Linked DNA regions of Hordeum vulgare: region 1 is linked to region 2. A link is a contact called in public Hi-C data. All regions are on one chromosome and are shown on one strand. The core of a region is the stretch at or near the end of the contact, and the rest is flanking DNA. Distances in the headings are between cores, read along the strand shown.

The links. Hi-C and Micro-C count contacts between places; a contact is called where the count stands out from the background.
Region 1: a Hi-C map of leaf shows a contact between it and region 2, with 2.1 times the contacts expected there. The contact joins two enhancer-like sites. A contact is called at or near these places in 5 of 6 Hi-C or Micro-C datasets (leaf, seedling and an unstated tissue).

Annotation. Positions count from the first base shown.
Region 1 is chr5H:505,708,761-505,715,248 of MorexV3_pseudomolecules_assembly, reverse strand. No RefSeq gene overlaps it. Among protein-coding and RNA genes, the nearest start is that of LOC123397657, 22 kb to the left of the region's middle. Within about 2 kb of position 4,783, at least 3 of the 3 cell types and tissues checked have open chromatin away from gene starts, as enhancers often do. A contact at or near this core is called in leaf, where this site is marked.
Region 2 is chr5H:505,534,278-505,540,960 of MorexV3_pseudomolecules_assembly, reverse strand. No RefSeq gene overlaps it. Among protein-coding and RNA genes, the nearest start is that of LOC123398691, 87 kb to the right of the region's middle. Within about 2 kb of position 4,565, at least 1 of the 3 cell types and tissues checked has open chromatin away from gene starts, as enhancers often do. A contact at or near this core is called in leaf, where this site is marked.

The DNA of each region.
Region 1 (6,488 bases), core at 3,534-6,033, 170 kb before region 2:
AATTTGTAAGCATGGCCAATTGTTTTAAATCAAGAAATTTTTTTGAATCTTGAAAACAAATCCTAAAATAAAGAATAACTTTAAAAAATCTTGAACAAATTTTGGACCGGGAATTTTTTTTAAAGCACGAATATTAAGAATATTTTTTTAAAAGGGAGAACAATTTTGAAATACCCGAACAAATTTCGAAACATGAACAATTTTCTTAAAGTCCGAACATTTTTTGAATCTTGCGAATAAAATTTGTCATTGAGAACAATTTCGAAAAAACCTGAACAAATTGATAAACGTGAATAATTTTTAAAAATTCTAACATTTTTTGAATTTTGAGAACAAATTTCGAAAAACAAGATTTTGTTTTCTGAAAAACATTTTAAAAAATACATAACATTTTTCTGAAAATCCAGAAGCTTTATATAAATAGCAAAAATACATTTTTCGGATTTGAAGAACAATTTTTGAAAAGCTCAATTTTTTTTTGAAAATACAGAATAGTTCTAGAAAAAAGAAAAAAAATCTGAATTGGAAGAACATTTTCTGAAAACCAGAACATTTTTTGAAAACCAGAACATTTTTCTACATCGCCAAAACATTTTTCGAACTTGAAGAACAGTTTTCGAACATCTGGAACATTTTTTGCATATCCAGAACATTTTCTGAGACATAAACAGAAAAGAAAAAAGAAAAAATAAAAAAATAATAAAACCGGTTTAGGGTTGAAAAAGTCTAGAAAGTTCCCAAAACCAAGATCTGTGAAACGCAATAAACAGCCAGCCAGTGCGTCCATTGCTCAAGCCATCCTCTGCGAAGCGTCAACAATTAGACACAATAAGCAGCATATAGGATTTTCTATCTAGCTACCCGAATTTCAGCTAATTTTTTTAAAATATTACATTTTATTTATTCTTTTTGAAAAATATTGCATAAAATTCAGAATTTTCAAAAATAATACGGCCTCGGCTTAGGCGTGGCCGATTGGAACCTATCGGCCTAGCCAAGACCAATAAGTCCTAATCGGCCTTGGTTAGGTCGATAGGCCTCTCAGCGTGGCTTCCGGGAGCTTATCGGCCTTGGCGAAGCCAATAATCTCCTGTCGGCCTTGGCTAGGCCAATAAGTCCCTATCAGCCTTGGATTAGGCCAATAAGGACTAATTGGTGTTGGCTAGGCCAATAGGTGCATGAGATTTTTTTTTCATGTTAGCTATTTTCCACGCTCCATTTCTCGCCCCATTTCCCGCCAATTTTTAATAAGAACTTTTAAAAGACTCATACTTAGCAATAAAGAGAATAGTACATAGTACAGGCTAGGACACGAAATTTCCAGCAACTTTTACTTTTGTACTTACGTTTGTACAGCCGTCTTAGCACCAACACTAGTTTTTTTTACTTTGTAACCCTGAGCTACACCATTATAAATTGGGTTAAAAATTGATAGGCTCCAGCCCGAGTGCGCCTTGCATGCTCTTACAACAACGGTCGTTGTGGAAACTGCAAGAGAAAGACAAATATGCGGCGTTGGCCTCTCGAGATGTTGCAACAAGGCTGCATGGACAGTTGCTGCAGACTACGACTACATGCCAGTTGCATGTCAACTTTTTAGAGGTCTTTTTTATTTTCATATAGTATATAGTAAGAGCGAACCGTTTGACCAAAGCTCTTGCTTGCCTCTCTCTTGATGCATGGCTAGGCCATAGACGTGAAACAAATCAAACGCTGGAAACACGAGAGACAAACGACAAGATGCAACGGGGTGCATGCATGCGCGTCAACCTCCTTTGATGGCTACCACAAACATGGAGCTCGGGCTAACTGTTGCTTGGTGATACATACTCATTGGCTGGTGGCACCTGACCCGAGTCTTTTCTCTACTTCCGATCCACAGACCTGCCTAGGGGGCTCGAGCTCAGCAAGACGACATCGTCTTCTTTAACGAAAACCACAAACACAACAAGACATGTTATATTGTACGAATACATCACTGATTTTGCAAGGTAGCTGGAGAGCTAGAGTAGATAAAGCATGGAAATTGCAAGAAGAGAGAGAGAGAGAGGGAGAGAGAGAAGAGAGAAGAGAGAAGATAGAGAGAGAGGGAGAGAGAGAGACTAGAGAAAGTTGTCGTAGTAGAGGGGTAGCGATCTATTCTTCGTTTTTTCCAAATTGACCAAGTTTATGAACCATAGACTTGTATTGGTGCCTTGGCTCGTGGCACCAACCAAATGAAGAAAGGGAAACAGAAGGCATGGCAAGAGCAAGTTTCGTCTGATAGTGCGACACTGCCACGATCATGATCATGCACGTCTAACTACTTTTGCTACCTAACCAAGACACACTGATTCAACATAACTACATTCCGACTGCCTCTCCCACTCACACTGCCTCGCTGCCGACGCACCTCCTGGTAACCGTACCGCCCGCCGGCATCGCCGCTACCTCATTGCCTTTCTTGGTCATCGCCGCCCTTCTGCCCGACGCCGAGCCTGTTCGCCCGCCGTCGTTGTCGTCAGAAACAAGGTGAAACGTCGTCACCATAGCCGATTCATCGGATTGCTTCGAATCTTCTTTTTTTTCCGTCGCCATTTCCCGCCAATTTTGGCGGGAAAGTATGGGGGGATAAATTGGCGGCAAAGTATGGGGGGGGGGGGGTAAATTGACGGGAAATAGGGCGTGGAAAATAGCTAACATGCAAAAAAATAATCCCATGCACCTATTGGCCTAGCCAACACCAATTAGTCCTTATTGGCCTAAGCCAAGGCTGATAGGGACTTATTGGCCTAGCCAAGGCCGACAGGAGCTTATTGGCTTCGCCAAGGCCGATAAGCTCCCGGAAGCCAGGCTGACAGGCCTATCGGCCTAACCAAGGCCGATTGGGACTTATTGGTCTTGGCTAGGCCAATAGATTCCAATCGACCACGCCTAAGCCGAGGCCGTATTATTTTTGAAAAATCTGAATTTTGTGCAATATTTTTCAAAAAGAAATAAAAAATGCAATATTTAAAAAAAGTTAGCCGAATTTCAGACTAAAGGCCCAATTTAAATCTGTTATGGATCATGACAAAATTTCTATATTTGGTTTGATTTATTTATTACCTTAGTAGGGTGATTTTTAGATTAATAGTACCATGAGCACCTGGTATGCACATGCAACAGTAAAAACATAAAAGATAGTAAAAGGAAATAAAAATATATATTTATTTTGTTATTTCAGTGCAACGCATAGCTCTTTTTGCTAGTTATGCATCAATTCACCAACACTAGCGTAGAAGGTTTAGAGATCAGTGTGTAAAGTGAGCTATTTAATAATTCCCCGTCTCAAAATAAGTGTCGCAAATTTTGTACTAAGTTAGTATAGATTTTTGTACTAGATCAACGACACTTATTTTGCGATGGAGGAAATATGTATTAAAACTAGACATTTTTTACTTTATATTAGATGTAGCCATCTCAATCAATAATCTTTGGTACGTATATTGGTGTATGGTGCAATTGAGAACCAAAGTTCCCATTCTAAACAGCGTCTCCCATGAAGTTCCCATTCTACACGTGGGACTCGCCTTTGTAAGATTTGTGCACCGTTTCAACTAGAACCTGCTATTACCTCGTAACCAACCTACGATCTAGCTTATTATTTTTGAAACTACCACCTCAATATAGCCCATATATTTCACGTGGGGGATATCTGTTTACTAGCAATAAAAACATCCAAATCGGCCACCCGACATTCGCAGGGGCCAAGTGACATCTTTGCTCGTTTTGGACTTTCATGAGACCTATATCTCACTTATAGCGGGATGTCAGCTCTCTCGCCTGCAACGTGACGCGGCCCAGCCGACAAGTACTGTAGCAGTTCATGTGTTTTTTTTTCTTTCGCTGTGATTGTCTTTTTGTTCGGATTTTTCAATGTTGGGCCAGTTCTTTCTTTCTAGTGTTTCTTTGTCCGGTTTCGTTGTTTGGGATCACAGTTTTTTTACCTTTTTAATTAAAAAAACTGTTTCTTCACCGGTTGCCTTTTTTCCTCGTGCTAATTCGATTTTCATTATTCTGCACGGTTTTTCCATATTTTTCTTTTTTTATATGTTGGTTTTGTTTTCTTTCTCAGTTTTATTTGTTTTTCGGCAGTTTATTTCTTTTTCCTTTTTCAGTTTTCATTGGTTTTATTTTCTTATCACTTGTCTACGTTCTTTGTACATAATATACAACTTTTAATGTACATGTAAAACATTTTTTATGCACGTTGCACTTTTTCAAACACAGGATGTATGTTTATTAATACAACTTTTGACACTTTTTTAATAATTTGTCAACATTGTTTTCAAATACAAGTCCAAAAAATTTCTAAAACCAGAAAAAATATTACAGTGTGTAAACATTTTTAAAAATGTCCTATCCATATTTTTGGAAACACGTGAACATTTTTTTAAATGCCAACTTTCTTAAATGTATGAAACATATGTTTATACTATGCAAACATTTTCTGACATTGTATAATTTTCTTTAAAACAAATCCATAATTTTTTTAAAGAGAAACATCTTTTTCATTTTCACATACATTTTTTAAGCTATAAACATTTTTCCTTGTATTGCACTAAACTATTTTAGATCGTGTTAACATTTTTTAAATTCATGGTTTTGAACTTTTAAGTAAATTTACTATTTTAGAATACTCATTTAAAATATAATATAATAAAAAGAAGAAAAACAAAGTTTGGTATGACATCAACGTGACCTCATCACGATAACCATGTCTCCACTGGGCTGGCCCACCCTCGACTCCTTGCAGTGTGCACGAGAACGAGGCAGCCATGTCTCGGAGCTCCTATCTGGCGCCTTCAACACCACTTGGGAATCCGGCGCCTGTAGCACCACTCCTCATGGGCCGGCCCATATAAAGTATGGTTGTCATTAAAAAATCAAAAAAAGTTCACTGAATTTTAAAAAGTTCAGATTTGCAAAAAAAGTTCGATGATTATGAAAAAAAGTTCACCGACTTTTACAATATGTGCAAGGATTTTCAAAAAGTTCACAGAATTCGAAAAGAAAATCATCAATTTTGAAAAAAAAGTTTATCAATTTTTAAAAATAGTTCATTGATTTTGACAAAGTTCATGAATTGAAAAATAAGTTCACCGATTTTCAAGAAAAGTTCGCCAATTTCGAAAAATAAATCATCAACTTTAAAAATAGTTCACGACTTCAAAAAAGGTCAACAGTTAAAAAAAATCACAGATTAAAACACATATAGGATCTCTAAATGGACCGGCCCATCGCAGAAGCGCTGGCGGCGCCGGTTAGCAAAATTTGCCTAAAACCAATACTCCGCCATGTCTTGCTTATAGCAAGACACGTGGGCTTATTTGGATTTCACTCACGTAGGTGAAAGTTTGGGCTTAAAAAACTTATGTAGGCGCTTGTGCGAGTGTGTATCCAATGCACCTATCCTAAAAGTGCAATCTAAAATTTTGTCCATGGATCTAAACTTAATTTATGACACGAAATAATGTATTACCATGTCAAGTTCAAATATAACTTTGGAACGGAGGTTGAGAAATGAGAAGAACAAATTCAAAACTAAGTGTGTAAACGGGCTAAAATTTGAGCCCCATCTAAGAAACTACCATTTATAATTTGATTCGACCTTTTTTTGTTTTGTTTCTGGAGTTGTACATCGAATTGGGATATAACATTTTTCTAGCACAATCAATATATACGTCGAAAAGGATTTGTGTCAGCCGACCGACTCGTCCTCTTCTGTACACTTCCGACGCGATGCGTGTAGTGGGGCTCATGAAATGCCATTTCGATCCTTATCTTTTTCATGTGCACCGCGCAACATGTCGTTCCTCTTGCTCCCAAACTCTCAAAGTAGCCATGTCAACCCGGCCCCAACCTCTGATGCAAGAGGGGGCCATTACTATTGTGAGGCTTGTTGGTTCCACGAAATGTTGCGCGTCCGCGACAAGGGGGCGACCTACGGGGCTGCTCCAAGTTTGTGAAGGGGAGGTGGATATCAACCGGCAAGGCGCTCAGCTACGACCAACACTGTAAGCCGCTCCCAGCGAGCCGAGTTATTAGCAGGGGGTTGCAGTGTTTGCGAGGCGTTGGAAGCAGCATGGCGCGCAGCTCCGACCAGTGCACCAAGATGCTAGGGACAACATATCACCCAATAGAGTTGCATCCGGCATAGAGAGAGCTGGAACCAATGAGTGACGTAGCTGCATCCGGCTATAGCAGAGCTACAACCGTCAAGGTGCAGAGATGGAACCGACAAGTGGTGAAGCTGCATCCGGCTACAATAGATCTGCGATCCATGAGTGGAAGAGGTGCAACGGATATGGCGTGGGGCTGCATCCGGCTACACCACACCTACAACCTACGACGGGAGGAGCTCCAACTGGTAGGGCATGACTAGAACTAGCAAGTGACGGACTTGCATTCGGCTACAGTGGGCTACAACCTATAAGTGGAGTACTAGCAACCGATAAGGGGTGTAG
Region 2 (6,683 bases), core at 3,316-5,815:
CGAGACGATATTGTTTTCGATAGCGAAGTCGACGCAACTGCTGTTGCGGTCTCCAGATCAAGATACGAGATGATCCCGATAGACTTATGTAGTGTACCCTTTTTTTTAACCGACAATAGTGTTTCTATATTATCGATCGAGTGATTTTCTTTTTTGAAGAAATATCAATCGAGCACCAACACTCCTACTCTCAATGGCCTCAACTCAGGGCCAACTCCAACATGTAGGATTTTTTGTGAAAAAATACTACAAGGCTTATATAAAAAATTCGGGGCCCCCTAAAATTGTGGGCCCTGTGCGGGCAGGATGTTTAGCACCAATACTGGCCCGGCACTGATGTTTTGCCAATCTCGCTAGAACGACAAGTTTAGTTCACCCTCCAAAGCCACTCGGCTGCTCAGCTCTCCCGTCCATTGCCACAAATTTCTCCCACCTTTTCCATCGGCAATTCTTCCCGCTCATTCTTTTTTTTGATAGCTTATAAATAGTTAAATCCACCCCCCCCCCCCCCATCCAACTTACCCTGCATTTTGTGAGAAAGAGTGGAAAAGGAGAGAAGAAAATATTCTATGTTAATTCCTTATTGTTTGACGTGGATAATTTTCTGGTCGTCAATTGATATGTGTATTTGTTTTTGTATTAGGAATGGCACTTTTTTGATCCAAATGGGATGCCAAAAGTAGATATATTCGGGTGCTCCTATAGAGGTGGCAGTTCTGAGGTGTTGGTGCAGCGCGAGTTGCAAGATGAAGAGCTAGCTACATGGAATTTCCATACATTTATAGCACAAAGTTTTTCATGTGCGTTAATTATACCCATGTTTCACCCCGGCCTCTTTGATTCTTAGGATTTTGAGAACACGGGAATAGGAAAAGTGGAGGGTTGAAGTGGCATGTCCATTTGAATCCTATGGGATTAGCAAGGAGTGTTTGATGCCATAGAAAAAACAAAGAAATTGTAAAAAGAGGTCGGAGTGGATGTTAGATTTCCTCTGAAATGTAGTACAAATGATTTCATAGGAAAATTTCCTATGGGATTCAATCCTATGATTCAAAGGACTGATGTAGGAAAAAATCCTAAGGATTTCAATCCTCCAAAAACTTGTTGTTTACGACCGTCTATCGGTATGTCTTAATGCCTATCTGGTAAGTTTTATATTATATTGCATACCACTGACCGTAATTTTATTAATTTTCATATCCCCTATCCTCTGTGCATATTATCACTGGATAGACAAAGAGAAATCAGAATGGGTCTACATTGAACTTGAGCATACAACGGCATGTACGTGGGAAAATCTCAGAGGGTTATTTGTGAGGAGAAGGTGGCGGACAAGATGAGGAAGAAGCATAAGATGGTAAGGTTAAGGGGAAATGGTCCCTTGGACAATAAGCTCTTATAATGTATATTGATTTCATCACTGGAGCATATCTTGTAACCTATTATGTACTAAAAGCACCTTATGGTACAAAATAGAGTTGTTCTTGAAAAATCTCATAAAAAGCAAAACATTTGGTCATCAATTTGTGAGCCATGTCTTTATTAATAAATTGTAATCATAATTGTAGCTAAACAGATCACACCCTTTAGAGTGATATAGAATTGTGCCTACATAGATCACATATGTTAAATCTTCATGTAAGTGTGCTTAAACATATGCCATTTGCTAGATCGCCATAATTATGTATCTTAACATATTATATAAGTTAGACCTCTATAATTGTTTCTCGTGTGTTGGTTGTCCATAACTATAACTAGACAAATCATAACCGGTAAATCTTGGTAACGGTAGTTGCATAAATAGTAGTCATTATATTACCCTGTTTGCGGTTAGATAGATAACGTAATAAAAGTATTTTCCGGTGCATAAGTTTAAAAAATAGCACACACATGTTAGCTAATTGTTGAACTAAAATAAAAGTACATGTCTTGCCCGATTTAAACATGTTATTAGCTCTCACCACATAAACAATTATAATTACAATAATTGGTAGATACATAAATATCTCTACCACCTTATGCTATGTAGATAATTAGTACTGCAAATTCCTGGGGCAATATGTGGAGCAAAATAGCTGTCGTGTAATTAGGACCAACATAAGTGTCGATGCAGGAGTATGGAAATTGTAGTTGGTTACTGGAACTGAAGGGTTGAGGGCGTGTGGGAAATTAGTTTGTTTAATTTTTGTTTATTTATAGATGCCAAATCCAAGCGAGAATTCTAGCATGTGCCAATAATTTTCTGACGAGGATAGAAACAAGACTAGATTAATCTATATAGACATGCAAAAAATAACAGAGACATGCAGTTGCAAACATATACCAACGAGCATACAAGAGTTGACCCAGAGAACATGCACATTACGAATTACCTTGCTCGTTAATATGAAAAGGTGAAGCAATATCATTAGCTTTTTTAATTCGCATATTTCTTTACTTAGCAACACAAAATGTATTCACATGAATAAAGGTCAAAATTTCAATTTTAAGAAATGATGCATGCATAACACATTGTGTATTATGCAATGGAAGGAGTAAATTTGAGGAAACAATCTGGACAGTGTATTTAGTTGTTGCTGCACTCCTCGTGTCCACCTTGCTAAGTCATCTAATGGTTGAGATGTGTGATCATGCTACTCTCCTCCACCGCTCATCGTATATATTACGTGCCCTTCCCTATCCTCTTCTATTGTGCGATCGGTCGAGACTGGGCACTGCCGCCACCATTAGAAACTTGCACAGAATAAGACCTCCATTGGGCGCCCCCGCCTCATGGGGGAGCTCCTCCCTCTATCTATAATAAAAGCCAAGATTCTAGTACTTCAAAAAATATACTTCCAACATGAGGAAAGCTTTCGCCGATCACTCATGTTTGGAATATACATTTTGGGAGGTCCTAAACATTAGGCATGATGTTATTTGTCACACATGTACATATCCTTTCATAAAATCAATCAAACTTTTTTCCTTTTCACAAAAGTACCTTGTTTTGTGGTATATTGACAAAAATACAGTTTTAACAGGCTACAACAAAAACATTTTAGAAGAATATGTAAGATGAATAGTGTATTGTAATATGTCCTATAAATTAAGGATTATATAGCATACTTTAGTTTTTGTAATTTAAGTCTCAACAAGTTCCCCGGGAATTGCAAAAAATGTGATCTTGGAAAATAAGGACATCTTTGACTTAGAAGATTTACATGGGAATTTTCCAGGATTTCGGTTCTTCGGAATCTTTCCTGTATCGGTTGTCTGACTTGTATAATTGAATCACATACGGGATTACATAAGGATTTGTTTGTACTGCATTTCATGGAGAATTTAGCATCCATAGAAACATCTTGGAAGAATAATTTATTTTTCGTATGATGCAATCAAACAAACAAAAGGCCCTAAGCAAAGCTCCATCTCAAACCTTCACCTAGTGCAACATGTATTAGAAAATATCAATATTTACCAACAGCTACAAGTAAAATGTAACAAAGTGAGCAATAGTTCTACTTATTTCAATCTCTCAACAGATTTTTATTTGTTCTCCTTGTTGGATCACATTATGGCATAAATACCAACCTAGCCCAGAATTAAATTTGCCAAACCAAGTTTCCACACATGTAGCTACCATAGGTCTAGGTTATGATATGCGGTAAGTTGTATCTGGGCTAGTTTTCACACTGATATTAATTGTATCATCACAACCATCGGGCTAGAATGAAACAGTATGCTAATGACAGTTGGCTCAAATGTTACATTCATTAACCGTAAAAGATCTATATTAGAATAGAAGAGATATAATGAGATGCTTTTCAAGTTTAGGAATCGTGGGCATGATCATTTTGGATAAATATTGTATTGGTGAATTTCATCTGTTAAACTGAAGCCAAGGTAATTAAGATCATTCATAAATTCTATAATTGTATATTATATCATAATAAGTTGGATAACCTTTACTTACGATATACTATTTGTAGAGCACAAAATAACTAATTATAGCTCAGTAAATATTTAATATTCTGAGTTCATAGTTACTATCTCATCCGGAAATTATGTTTGGTATTTAGTTAAATGTACTAAGGTCAATTGCCGAACTTTTTTGAGCGATTAAGCTTTCGGTAGACAACTGTAATGGGCAAGTAGCCATTATGTTTGTGATGTAGTGTATGTTAGTCGTGTTTGTATCGTTGGGGTATAGTGTGTACGTTTCACATGTGTACAATGAATCCAGTAACTTCGATGAAACTTTAGTGCCTAATTTAATACTCCCTCCGTCCCAAAATAACTGTCTCAAGCTTAATACAATTTTGTACTAGAGCTAATACAAAGTTGAGACACTTATTTTGGAACGGAGGGAGTATGAAGCTACTCCTAAATACTTAATATGGGAGCATTTTTTTTCTTTAATTTCTAAACGTTTTCAAAAGTTTAGAATATATTTTTAATAGTAAACCGATGAAACTAAAATGGCTGAAGAAACCAAACCGGAAAACGACTTGGGCTATACCTACCCGATAACGATGGCGATGACTAACGCACAAGGTCCAACCCACAAAAGTGTTGCACGGGGAGTAGGTGGGAGCTGTTGTTCGGCGCCTTAAGCGCCTGAACAGGTAGCTAGCGCCCATTGCGCCTTTTTATTGGGTCGGCCCGTAAAACAAAAGCACAGCGAATATATAATAACGCTAGAATAACTAAAAAGGTTTGCATTCAAACTCGGGTCATCACATCCTTGTTCAAGCTTGGCTAATCACTAGAACAACAGAACACTTGTGAATATAACTAACACTAATCGTATAAGAACAAGTGTACCTACGCTACTTATTAATCACATAGATTTTCTTTAAACGTGAATTTTCAAATGTTCATCATTTTGGAAAAAAAGTTCACGAAATTTATAAAAACATTAAGAAAAGTATACAAACTTAAAAAAAGTTCATCGATTTTGAAAAAAAAAGTTACAAAAAGGGAAAAAATATTTACTTTTTAAAAAAATCATCAATTTATAAAACAAATATTCAATTTTGATAAAAAACCATAAGTATTGAAAAAAATTGTCAAGTTTGACAAATAGTTCACCAACATCGAAAAAAGTTCAAAAATTTGAAGAAAACAACATCAATTTTTAAAAAAACATCGAATTTGAAAAAACAAATAATTGGATTTGAAAAATGGTTAATCAAATTTAATAAAAGTTCACAAATTTTTAAAATTATTCATCAAATTTAAAAAAAGTTCATCAATATTAAGAGAATGTTCACGAATTTGAAAAATAGTTCATCGAATTTGATAACAGTTCATCTATTTTGGAAAATGTCGAGAGATCAAATACTAAAAAAAAGAACAAAACCGTTCCGAATAAAAAGCAAGATGAAAAAAAAAGTGAAAAAATAAATAGAAAAAAGGAAAAGGCGTTCAAAGAAAGGGAGGAAGAAGCAGCAACCCAGCAGCCAATTCGGGAACTTGGGTTGGTTGGCTCATCACACGACTGACTATTTGGTCGCATGTTTGAATCGCAGCAAATGCGGGCGTCACTTTTTTGTTTGTATAACAGAACAAAAAAAGAAGATGGGCCAAGCCCATGTAACAGGCTGTAGACGCCGTTTTGTAGAAATTCGAAGAAACTAACGCCTACAACGTCAAATTGGAAAAGCCGGAGTAGGTCCGCGTTTGTGGGACTACAATCGCCATATAGGAGGGGACATCCTATTTGCCGCTAACTGCAGCAAAGAGGTGGAGCTTCGCATAGGACGCGAGTAACCAGGGCCGGTCCATTCGCTCATTTTGACGGAATGAAAAAACGCAAAAACTGACTGCGCAATACCCGGGAATCGAAACCTCAACCTGCAATAGATTATTGCAATGCACGAGCCACTACACTAGGCAACCTACTTTGCAACAATGGCAGCGCTAGTGCTAAAGAACAATCGGCAACCGCGAAAAATAAAAAAGTGAGAAAGTGAACATTTTTCAAAATTAAACTATTTTTACAAAACTCGATTGTTTTTTAATTTACAAACTAATTTCGAAAATATGGAACATTTTATAAATTTGTGAACAAAATGTAAAAACTGTAGCATTTTCAGAATATGTGAACAAATTTGGAAAACAGGGTTATATATGGAAATTCCAAAATATTTTAGATTTTGTGAACAAAAATAAAACATGTGAACATTATGTTAATTTGTGAAAAAAATTGGAAATATTAACGTTTTTTAAATATGTGAACAAATTCCTAAATTCAAAATATTTTTCCGATTGTTGAAAAAGTTTACAAAAACAGGAAAAAATTGGAATTCCAGAACATTTTCATAGTTTCCTATAAAATTACAAAAAAGGAGAATTTTTTTGAAATTCAGGAATAATTTTTCAAATTTTAGAACATTTTTCAAATTCCGGAATATTTTTCAAATTCCGGAATATTTTTTCAATTTCCAGAACATTTTTTCAAATTCTGGAACATGTTTTTTAATTCCAAACCATTTTTCCATATTCCGAACTACTTTCCAAGTTCCCGAATATTTTTTCAAATTCCGGAACATTTTTTGAAAATCCAGAATAGTCTTAAAACAGAAAAAAAAAAAACCGGTTCAGGGAATCTTCTAGAAAGTTACCAAAACCGGAAAAAATGGCTGGAAACCTCTAGAAGGTTCCAAAAACTGAGATCGGTGAAAGTGTTAACGGGCTGG